Regions from separate parts of the Mus musculus genome. Here all the other regions are linked to region 3. A link is a contact called in public promoter capture Hi-C data. All regions are on one chromosome and are shown on one strand. Each heading gives the region's core, a stretch centred on a gene start, on an enhancer-like site or on the middle of the called end of the contact. The rest is flanking DNA. Distances are from core to core; before and after follow the strand shown.

The links. Promoter capture Hi-C pulls out the DNA fragments that hold promoters and counts their contacts.
Region 1: a contact with region 3 is called in a promoter capture Hi-C map of liver. The contact joins the enhancer-like site here to the promoter of Tmc3 in region 3. A contact is called at or near these places in 9 of 39 promoter capture datasets (the 3T3-L1 cell line, 3T3-L1-derived adipocytes, the C10 cell line and 5 more), 1 of 15 datasets of contacts at CTCF or cohesin (the NIH/3T3 cell line), 52 of 484 Hi-C or Micro-C datasets (3T3-L1-derived adipocytes, the AML12 cell line, B cells and 37 more), 6 of 115 datasets of contacts at active chromatin or transcription factors (CD8 T cells, acute myeloid leukemia, bone marrow-derived dendritic cells and 3 more) and 5 of 9 other capture datasets (adipose tissue, bone marrow-derived macrophages, liver and 2 more).
Region 2: a promoter capture Hi-C map of hippocampal neurons shows a contact between it and region 3, with 2.1 times the contacts expected there. The contact joins the enhancer-like site here to the promoter of Tmc3 in region 3. A contact is called at or near these places in 6 of 39 promoter capture datasets (frontonasal cranial neural crest, hippocampal neurons, liver and 3 more), 1 of 15 datasets of contacts at CTCF or cohesin (the NIH/3T3 cell line), 36 of 484 Hi-C or Micro-C datasets (the AML12 cell line, B cells, the BV-2 cell line and 27 more), 6 of 115 datasets of contacts at active chromatin or transcription factors (acute myeloid leukemia, bone marrow-derived dendritic cells, double positive thymocytes and 3 more) and 4 of 9 other capture datasets (adipose tissue, liver, macrophages and 1 more).

What each region holds. Positions count from the first base shown.
Region 1 is chr7:83,657,778-83,661,286 of GRCm38.p6, reverse strand. Il16 (interleukin 16) reads left to right here. Exons shown (of 19, transcript NM_001360087.1): 12 at 2-489. Among named protein-coding and RNA genes, the nearest start is that of Stard5, 28 kb to the right of the region's middle. Within about 2 kb of position 1,761, at least 149 of the 459 cell types and tissues checked have an H3K27ac peak or open chromatin away from gene starts, as enhancers often do. A contact at or near this core is called in B cells, the BV-2 cell line, CD4 single positive thymocytes and 17 more, where this site is marked.
Region 2 is chr7:83,683,826-83,687,284 of GRCm38.p6, reverse strand. All of the region lies in intron 3 of Il16 (interleukin 16), which reads left to right. Among named protein-coding and RNA genes, the nearest start is that of Il16, 47 kb to the left of the region's middle. Within about 2 kb of position 1,409, at least 16 of the 459 cell types and tissues checked have an H3K27ac peak or open chromatin away from gene starts, as enhancers often do.
Region 3 is chr7:83,583,473-83,586,893 of GRCm38.p6, reverse strand. Tmc3 (transmembrane channel-like gene family 3) reads right to left here and starts at 1,963. Exons shown (of 23, transcript NM_177695.4): 1 at 1,714-1,963; 2 at 462-608. The coding sequence starts at 1,802.

The DNA of each region.
Region 1 (3,509 bases), core at 512-3,011, 75 kb before region 3:
GGTGTCAAAAGGCTGGAGAGCAGCTGGCATGGGCGGCCTACCTTGGAGAAAGAACGTGAGAAGCACTCAGCGCCCCCACATCGAAGGGCCCAGAAGATCATGGTCCGATCCAGCAGTGACAGCAGCTACATGTCTGGGTCACCAGGGGGAAGTCCCTGCAGTGCAGGTGCGGAGCCACAGCCTTCTGAGAGGGAAGGCAGCACACACAGTCCCAGCCTGTCCCCAGGGGAGGAGCAAGAGCCGTGCCCAGGGGTCCCATCCAGGCCTCAGCAGGAGAGCCCACCCCTTCCTGAGAGCTTGGAAAGAGAGAGCCACCCACCACTGAGACTGAAGAAATCTTTTGAGATTTTGGTGAGAAAGCCGACATCCTCCAAACCCAAGCCTCCACCCAGAAAATACTTTAAAAATGACAGCGAGCCTCAGAAGAAACTGGAGGAGAAAGAGAAGGTCACAGACCCTTCTGGGCACACCTTGCCCACCTGCAGCCAGGTAGGAGGGTGTGCTCAGTGGGACGTGTGTCCCCTGCAACATGCAAAGCTGCTGCCCTTGAGCATTAGAAATGTCTGCAGGCTTCCTGTACTCTGGCATAGAGAAGCACTCTCTTTAAGCTCACTGTGCAGAGACATATGAAGCTTCGCAGAACCAAACCGGAAGTTCCGGGCCTGCCAACTGTTGGCAGTAACACTCGCGGGTCACATGGCTCACGCGCTGGTGTATCAGCAGCAGGGTTACTTTGTGGTGGGGAGGCTGAGTCCAGGAATCTGAGATGCTCTGCTAACCACAAGTAGTCACCCCAATAGCTAAAGCAGAGGGAGAATGATTGCTTGTGGGAGTACAAGATGTTCGCGAGAAATTAACTTTGCCTTCTGGAGGTGGGGAGACTCGGAAACCATCCTCTCTAAGTCTAGGTGTCCTTAGCTGCTACTTTGGGCTTTTTGAGTGGCTCCCTCTACAGGCTGTTGTGAGACTTAGATCTTCCCTTCCGTATATTGAAGACTCCAGCACCATAACTTCTCTTGGAGCTTCTTCCTCTAGCTTTACACCCAAAGGATGGTAGGTAGACAGGAAGGCAGCTGCTGAAACTTGAGCCCTTTCAACAAAGGACACTGTTTTAGGGTTTCTATTACTGTGAAGAGCCACCAAGACCATGGCAACTCTTATAAAGGACGTTTAATTGGACTTACAATTTCAGAGGTTTAATCTATTACTGTCATTGTGGAAAACATGACATCAGGTAGGCAGACATGGTTCTGGAGGGGCTTTGTTTTACATCTTGATCTACAGGCAGAAGGAGACTGCCACACTGGGCATAGCTTGAGCATATAAGACCTCAAAGCCCGCCTCCACAGTGACATACTTCCTCCAACAAAGCCACAACTACTCTAACAAAGCCACACTCCCTACTAGTGCCAGTGCCTATTGGCCAAGCACTTAAACACACAACTCTATGAGGGCTGTCCCTACTCAAACCACCATAGGCATTATGCTAGATATGTTCACGCACGTTGTTTTAGTTCATCCTTCCCCGGGTCTGAGGGTGAGATTCCCAGTTTCACAGAAGAAGAACTTACTTAAGTTTGTGTTGCTGAGGCGTGCAGTGAAGGCTGCTAGGGGTGAAGTAAGGCCTCTGGAAATCCCCTAGAAGAAAGCAGGAGATTTGTCAAACTGCCCATTGACAAGCTTCAGTGAGGTGGATGGGGAAGGAAATTCTTGAGTTCCTTGGTGAAGACACAGTGAAGGAGGAGCTGTGTTACCAAACAGGAAGTACAGACTTTCAGGCAGCTGAACGTGCCGGGCTGACTAGCAACCAGAGAGGGCGGGGTATCCTGTGAATGTGTTTCCCTGACTCCCCCTTCAGCAAACACTTCATTTGGATCTGAGGCAGAATCTAGAAGGCAAACCAGAAGGAAATGTTGAAAGGGTAGACATTTTGCTTTCCTCCTGCAGACCCAGGAAAGGAGAACAGGTGCCTTGATGAATCTCTTTGGCTTCCTGATTGGGTGGGGCCACATGTCGGGCAAGGAGCATTGCCAAGTAAGACAGCCAGGGGAGGAAGCAGGTGTTCTGTAGGGAAGGCCAGGCAAGGAGCCAAGGTATTTAAGACAGCACACAGACAAATATAAACACATGTATGTGCGAGCATGTGCACTCTCTCTCTCTCTCTCTCTCTCTCTCTCTCTCTCTCTCTCTCTCTCTCTCTCTCTCTCTATCTCTCTCTCTGATTTCTCTGTTCAGCATCCCACATCTTGAGCAATCTGCCCTGCCTTTGGCTTCCTTCCCTGTTCACACCAGCAATATGGTCCACACTAACACAAAGGCCGTTCTGTGGCTGCTCTTTTGTCCTCTCTGCATCATCCCACATGGCCAGTAGACCCTTCTGTAACTTATTCACTCAACCAACAGAGCATTGTTGTGCTGGCAGAGAGATCACAAAGACAGGCTTCTAGTCTGACAGAAAACAGGAAGCAGTTGACCTTCTACACCATTCTTAACAGCCTTGGCCACTCCCAGACCTTTCTCAATGGATCTTATTGCCTGTGATTCCATTTTCAACCCTTCTTCTCTCTCCCTTTTCTCCCTCTTCCCTTCTTTTTTCCTACCTTCTTCTCTTGTTTCTGTCTGTAGTCTTTTCTCTCTAGGGTCCTAAGACCCTTCTCAAGCAGATATGTACGACAGGTTACATTTAATGTAACTGAAGGTAACCCAATTTCCTGTACCCAAATGACCTTCAAGATACTTCCCATGAACCTGGAGAGATGACTCAGGATCACTGGCTGCTCTTCTAAAAGATCCAAGCTCCATTCCCGCACTTACACGGAGGCTAGTAATCACCGGTAACTCCAGTTCCTGTGGATCTGATGCCCAATCCGGCCTCTGTGGGAGCTCTGTGGGCACCCACACTGTCTTAAAATACCACTCACATTTAAGAAAATGATTTTGTATTCTCTGATTAGTCCCCATCTCTCATCCTCTTGCCTTACCTCCTCCCTCTCCCCTCATTCACCAAGTGCTGAGCCAGGGAACATTTGCCTGAATAAATTTTGTGTAGAAATCAAATTAAGTTTGGGATTAATTTAAAAGACCTTTTCCAAAGATAATGCAACGTAAGAGGTGTTGATTAAAAGGTAAAATGTGGGTTCTGAGAAGACAACTAATCAATAAAGGAGCTCCAGAGAACCATAAGGTCCTGGCCCAGTCCAAGAACCCACATCAAAAACAACATCACAAGACCAACATGGAAAGGCAGAGGCAGGCAAATCCCTGGGGCTGGTAGCCAGCCAGCTTTGCCTATTTGGGGCACTCTGAACCAGCGAGTGACCATCTCAAAACACAGGTATGTAGTTTCTGAGGAACAACACCTGAAGTCCCTTTGGCCTCTACACCCATATACTCACAGGAACAAGGACACATACATACAAGTACACATGAGGAAGAAAAAGGAGAGAAAAAGGAAGAGAAGAGAAGAGGAGAGGAGAGGAGAAGAGAAGAGAAGAGAAGAGAAGAGAAGA
Region 2 (3,459 bases), core at 160-2,659, 100 kb before region 3:
GCCTGAGGCTGGAAGACCTCAGGACTCTTGATTACTGTAAATAGAATCAGAAGAATGAAGAAATTAAGACTACAGTGAAACATAATACTAGCCATGCTAATACTGATCTCTGCTAATGTTTTCAGTTAATTCCATACTCTTCCCATGTGACTTCAGAAAACTCCTATGCACAAGTCACTGGAAATTCTGTTCTAAACACTATTTTTTCTTTTAGTGGAAACACACTATTTAACTATATGAACATTACAATCTACTAACCAACTCTCTCTTCTTAGATATTTGCATTACATATTATATAGAGATTATATATAATATGTAGATATAAATTACTATATTAGTCTCTCACTAGCATAATTCATATTGTTTACTTGATACATTAAATTTTATCTGCACCCATGTTGGTTCTAAAGGGTAACCCTGTTAGCCTCCATATCTGCAAATGGGAAATACTTGAAAAAAAATTACATTTGTATAGAAAATGTGTAGATTCTTCTCCTCGCTGTCTTCTAAACAGTCCAGCATAAGAAGTGCATGTCTATGCATCTATTATGTGATGATAATGCAGTAAGTTTATACAAAACATGGAAAAGCACTACTTATTCTGGTATCTGCAGGGATTCCTTGAAGCAATTATTCTCCGTGAACACTGTGTGACAGCCACATAGGTTGAAAGCCAAGTGTGTGGTTTATAGCTAGAGTCCCACCATGTGGGGTGTAGAGGTAGGATGCTCAGGAATGTGAGGCCAGGCTGGGCTACAGCAGTTCCTGTCTCAGAAACAAATCAAAACAAAACAAACAAAAACCAAACCAACCAAAGAAACAACAAAACCAAAGCAAAAAACACAAAACAAAACTCCAAAGCAAAACAAAAGAGAGCAGATTCCAGGGCGAGTGTGCTTGGGCTGGCATCTAGCTTCTTTGGAAGTGATTATCTCAGTGACTTTAGGAAGGTTTCTTGACTCTCTGAGCCTCATTATTCTATGTCACTGTCAGCCATCCTTAAATGAATTAGGACCCATTTGGAGGCTTGTGTGACTTGGTTTCTTGTTAATGTAACGACCTAGGAGTTGACTTTTGGCTTAAACAGTAGGTCGATACAGCTTAAGAACTGTGGCCACACTTTAGCCTGACACTCCTCCAGCAGCAAACATGAACACCTACTTCTTCACACTGAATTATTTTTATTTTTTAATATTTGTCGCACAGCCTTCTCTCTCTTCCCTGTTTCTGCTTCTCTGCTTTGCTTTGCATCTGGGACCAGTTACACACTTTGTCGGGGCTCTGTCTAAAATGAAACAAAGAGACCCTGTTCAAAATTATTAAGAATTTCAAAGTGGCAACAGCCCAGCATTAAACCAAGCTGGGAGTCTTCTGGCCGCAGGCCCTGGTGACTGCACAGGCAACATGTTCATAATCTCAGCCATGCTGGGGTCCTGGGAGCTGATCTCTCAGACAGTGCCACCCACCTCCCAGCTGAGTTCAGTTACTGAGAGCATTAGTGGGTGACTGGCTATAGGACAGACCCTTGTAGGTACTGCTTTCCTGGTACCCTGACTGTCCATCACCCAAGTGGCCTGTCTTCCCTAGATGTGGCTCAGTCAGAACAAGTGATACCTGCCCAATTTCCTCCCTGTGCCCGTAAGACCTCTGCAGGTAATGGCCTCCAGGACCCCAGCACATCTGGCTGTTTGTGTAAGTGTGCCTTTGGTTTCTTATGCAAGCTATGACTTGCACATTGCCTTATAAAACAGCTGGAAGACAGAGCTCTTTAGACAAATGGAAAGATTTCTTCATTTATTTAGTACATACTTTGGTGACTCTTGTTGGTTTTCTACTTGGGTTATCATCGTCTTATTAATTTATCAAACTCTCGGTTAAATTAATATTGAACATTGGATTTCTTAACCACGCTTTAGAGAATCAACCGTGCCCTGCTCTGTCCTCTGTTTATACAGGCCTGAGTCCATGTAAGGGGCAGAGCACCTGGAAGCACAGTGGCTGCCTGGGTCAGGAGAGGCAGATCCTAGCTCAGTGGCTTGCCCATGGCTGTCATTAATGTGCTGTCTCTCATTTCAAATTCATTTGTACTTATTTCTCTTCCTCTCCTTCATTCAGTGTAGGTCGTGGTCATGGGAAAGCCCAGGACCCAGAGGTCTGGATTATATTCTAGATTTATTTATTGCAATGAAGCCACTGAGCCTTTGTCTGCTCACTAATAATAAGTAGAGCAGGGCTCCTGAAAGCCTCTGATAATTGGCTGTATCATGAGGAGAGTTGCCCAGGCCCCATCAGTGGGTAGGATGGGTGTAGGATCTACACTACTATTCAACACTTACATAAATGTAGTGCGTATGCAGATTCGGACTAGATGACCTCAGGCTACTGGCTAAGCATCCTGTCTTCCCCAGGCTTCTCCCTCCTGGCCCATCTGGGAGCAATTGGTCCCTACAAGTTACAGAGGATCAGTGTTTCCGAAAAGACTTCTGGAAGCAACCATCTTGGCAGGGAGAAGTTTTTTCTAGCTTCTTTCAGAGCATTCAAGAACCAAATCTCCCTCTTTCCATTGTGCCTCTACCTCTGTTCTCAATGGTCTTTAGGCATCTTATGTCCTCAGGAAGCCTCATCCTGACCCTACCTGACTAGTCACTTCCTTTCTTTTGTTTATAAACAAGTCTTTCCTAGTCCTTGCCCCTCCAGGAAGGAATCTCCAACCTTGATGCATATTGAATTTCCTGTGAGCCACCGATCATTATGTCCTTGGTATGGAGGGTTGGGATCTCCACTTACTCAACCTGAAGGATGCTAGGGAAACATTGTCCCTCCCTGGGCCTCCGGAACCCCTCTGCCAAGGCACTGGCCACATATGACTCCTGAACACATGGCAGTTCACTGTGGAGAACACAGAAACTTTAGAGGACATGCCTGGTTGACTAAGTATGAGAAAAAAAATACAACATGAATATCTCATTAATATTTTTATATATTGTTTGTATGTTGATGGCACATAGCTTAGACTAGAGAACAGAAAAAATATTAATAAAATTAAACCAATTTATTCCATTTCCTTTTAGTTCCTTTTATTTAAAAAAAAATTAACCTATTTTGTTTGTTTTGACTCTTTGAGACAGGATCATACTGTATAGGCCAGGCTGGCCTGAACTCTCTCTTTTCCTTTTTTTTAATCTAAATTTTTATTTTCTTTGAGACAAGATCTCAGATAGCCTTTGTGCTTTTAAAACCTAGTATATGGTGGAGACTCCCCATCCTTCTGTGTGAGTGCTAGGATTATAGTATGCACTACTCTGCCTGGTCTTCCTCTTACTTTTTATTCTCTCTCTCTCTCTCTCTCTCTCTCTCATACACACATTTATTTATTTATTTGAGTACACTGTAGCTGTCTTCCGACACACCAGAAGAGGGCATTGGATCCCATTACAGATGGTTGTGAGCCACCATGTG
Region 3 (3,421 bases), core at 714-3,213:
ATGCACATACCACACACATAAGTGTATACACACATCACACACACATACACACACATAACATCACACAAACACACACACACAGACAAGCATATGTACACACCACACACATAAGTATATGCACACACATCACACACACATACACACACCTAACATCACACATATACACATACACACACATACACACATACCACACACAATACTCTCATGCACACAGCACACTCTCACACACTCACACAATACCCACACTCACACACCCTCACACACAAACCACATACACACACACACACACACACACACACACACACACACACACACGCGCGCACATATTCACAGGCACTATAACAGCTATGTCTAGATGGTCCCATCAAGCATCTTTGGAACTTCTCTGAGTGAGATGCAGGATGGTCACAGTTCTTGAATCAAAACTCTTATTAGTGAATGCTGTGTAGGCCCTTCCTTACCTCAGTGCCCGCAGTTTCTGCCCCATGGTCCAGGGTCTGCAGCGGATATTTGCCATGAGATCTTTCTGAAACTGTATATTCTGGAAGATTTGTTCCGGATCACTGCTGTCTCCCGTTTCATCAGCATTAAAGCTGTCATCGGAGTTACTGGGTGGAAAAGGGGAATCATGGAGGAAATCTGATTACAGAATTGCTTTCAGCAAAGGGCATCTTTCTTGTGTAACTTCTGCATCTCACTGTCCCAGGGTCATCTGTAGTGTGTGTGTGTGTGTGTGTGTGTGTTTGTGTCCATAGACTGACAGAATTTGGTAATGTCAGCAGTCCTTAGAAACTCATTTGTAGATTCTATTACTTCAGTGGTCAGTGAAAAGGAATAAGTTCTCATGGCAAACGACAGCAAAGGAGAGAGGAGAAGAGGAATTCCCACATTTGATTCCATTTTTGAGGAACAGTAGTTTTGAGAAGGGACACAATGTCATCTATAGGCTCACTGAGGTGAGGAGCAAAGCTTGGAGACACAATTCCTCTTTCTCCCACTCTAAAGGTAAAAGAAACAAACATGTGGCCTGTGTTGCCTGGAGATGCCTCTCTGTTGTGTTCATTTTAAACACAAGATAAGAGGTGAGGCAGGCAGTGGTTTTTACAAACAACAACAACAACAACAACAACAACAAAATGCGTTAAATGACTGCATTGGGCAAACTCCTTAGGGCATAGCTACTGTGTAGAACAATTTTTCAACATTTAACAGGGACTTTCTTCCATAGTAATTCTAAATATGTAACTCAATATTTTTTTAAGGAGATGAGTAACCTATGGCTTTTGCAAAAGAACACATTTCCTCTCATTTTGATCAGGAAGTCTTTTATTTCCTCAAAGGAAAATTTCTCTAGAGTTAGAGGAGGTTTCAGTATTTAACAGAAAATCTTCCCGAAACACACCTAAGACGTTCAGTTCTCATCCCCGCCCACATCCCCGTGCTCAGAAGCGTTTTCCAGCAGACACCTGATTTATCAGAGGCAGCAGATGGCTTGTCTGCTCTCTTCCGACGCTAGCAATTGAGGAAGCAGGGAGAAGCAGATGAAGCCCATGTGTGGAATTGGCAGGCAACAAAATAAGTGCAGGATACAGGCTTTGGAGCTGGGAGCTTGCAACTGTCTTCCTCTCTGAGCATTGCTGTGGTCGCCACCCCAGTTCCTCATGACCCCAGAGAAGTAAGTTTCTGCACTGGAGAACCCAGCAAGGCACTCACCCAAGAAGCAGGGAGTCCTGGTAGAGATAACACTGGCTGGCGTTTCTCCGAATGCTTCTGTAGCGCTGGGATGCCTTTGAGGTTTTCATGAGGCCTGGTCTGTAGCCAATGGTCCCTAGGGATAGCCAGGGAATTGGAAAGCCTTGATTTTGCAGGCAGGGTTCTGTTCCAAATGAGCTGTCTGAAAGAGGCCTGCAGAGTTGACCTGCTCTCCTCCTTCAGAAACAGGAGCAAATGTCTGCCTGCATCTGGTGCTCAGGGCAGAAAAACCAGGAGGGCAGCCAGGGTCATACATATGTAACAGTGAGGTGGGTGTGTTCACATTGATTGGCTAAGATCGGGACAGTTGGAGGCGTGGCCCAGTAGCCTAGGGCTGTCTTGGTTCTTCCTAAAGTCCATCAGTAATCTCTTGTGCCCAGACAGGGCTCAAAGACTTGCAAACTCCTCTACATCTGACTACAGCTGGCAGTTGCTAAACACTTTAGGAGCATAGGAGGCAGGGTGTGGTGGGTCTCTCCAGAAGAGACTTAGAGACAGCAAGTGCACTGCCTATCCAGGCACAGACAATAGCACTCTATTCTTTTCTCCCTCTACATCTTTTTGATTTTGTACTTTGAAAGATGTCAAGCTTACAGAAATGTTGACATCACAGTACCATGAACCTCTGGCTACTTTCAAGCATTAACCATTTACATGTTGCCACAGTTGTCTCAGTACCACCCATGTTTTCCCTGCTACCTACCTACCTGCTACCTAACAAATGCTTAGAAACCAGTAAACTCTAGAAATAATGATGTTTCAACCTTCAAGACTTCCATGTTCTAGTAACAAAAAACGGGATTACTTTAGTTCTAGTCTTACATGTATTAAGTATGGACATATCAGTATGCATAATGACCCATAAAGCTGAGTTTGAGAAAAATTAAGATTTTTATTTATTTCATATTATTTTATTTTCATCTCAGGGCTGGAGAAATGTCCCATAAATTAAAAGAATTTGCTACTCTTGCAGAGGACCTAAGTTCAGCCCACTAACCACCTCTAACTCAAGCTCCAGGGAACCTCTTCTATCCTCTATACATGGTTCTCGTTTCTCTCTCTCTCTCTCTCTCTCTCTCTCTCTCTCTCTCTCTCTCTCTCTCTCTCTCTCTCTCTCTCTCTCAGAAATGCTTAGAAAACAAGACTCTGGAAATCCATGTATGTTGGAGGTCAAAAAATGTATAGCTTTAGAAAATGTGGCATCTTGCCCATACAAAGGCCAAATGGGGCCCATTCCCTTATCGCCTGCATGTTTCCTTTGTTAGCTGTACACTGGCTTTTTAGCCAAACATCTTATCCCCGGCCAAGGCCTTTGGTGCACTTGGGAATTACAAACCTGTTTGCTAGTGAACACCCAGAGCCCTGGCTGCTTGCAGGGAGTTAACACACTTGTGTGTAGCTGAGCAGGCTAATGCAGTGCTAGAAAGCATGGCTCAGCTCTGCTGAACACTCTGTCTTGCCCACATTAAGAACTCTACATGAGCAGAGGTCAGGGCAGTGCCCCAGACAACAGAGCAGAAGGAAGGCACAGACAACCACAAAGTGTGGGAATGGGAGAGGGTCTCATTCATTTGTTCATTTATTTTTCATTTATTTTTCTTTTAATTTATTATAGCAATAACTCCTTCTATTGGCCACAAGTAAAAACTGGTGAGAGGCAAAAGAGAAC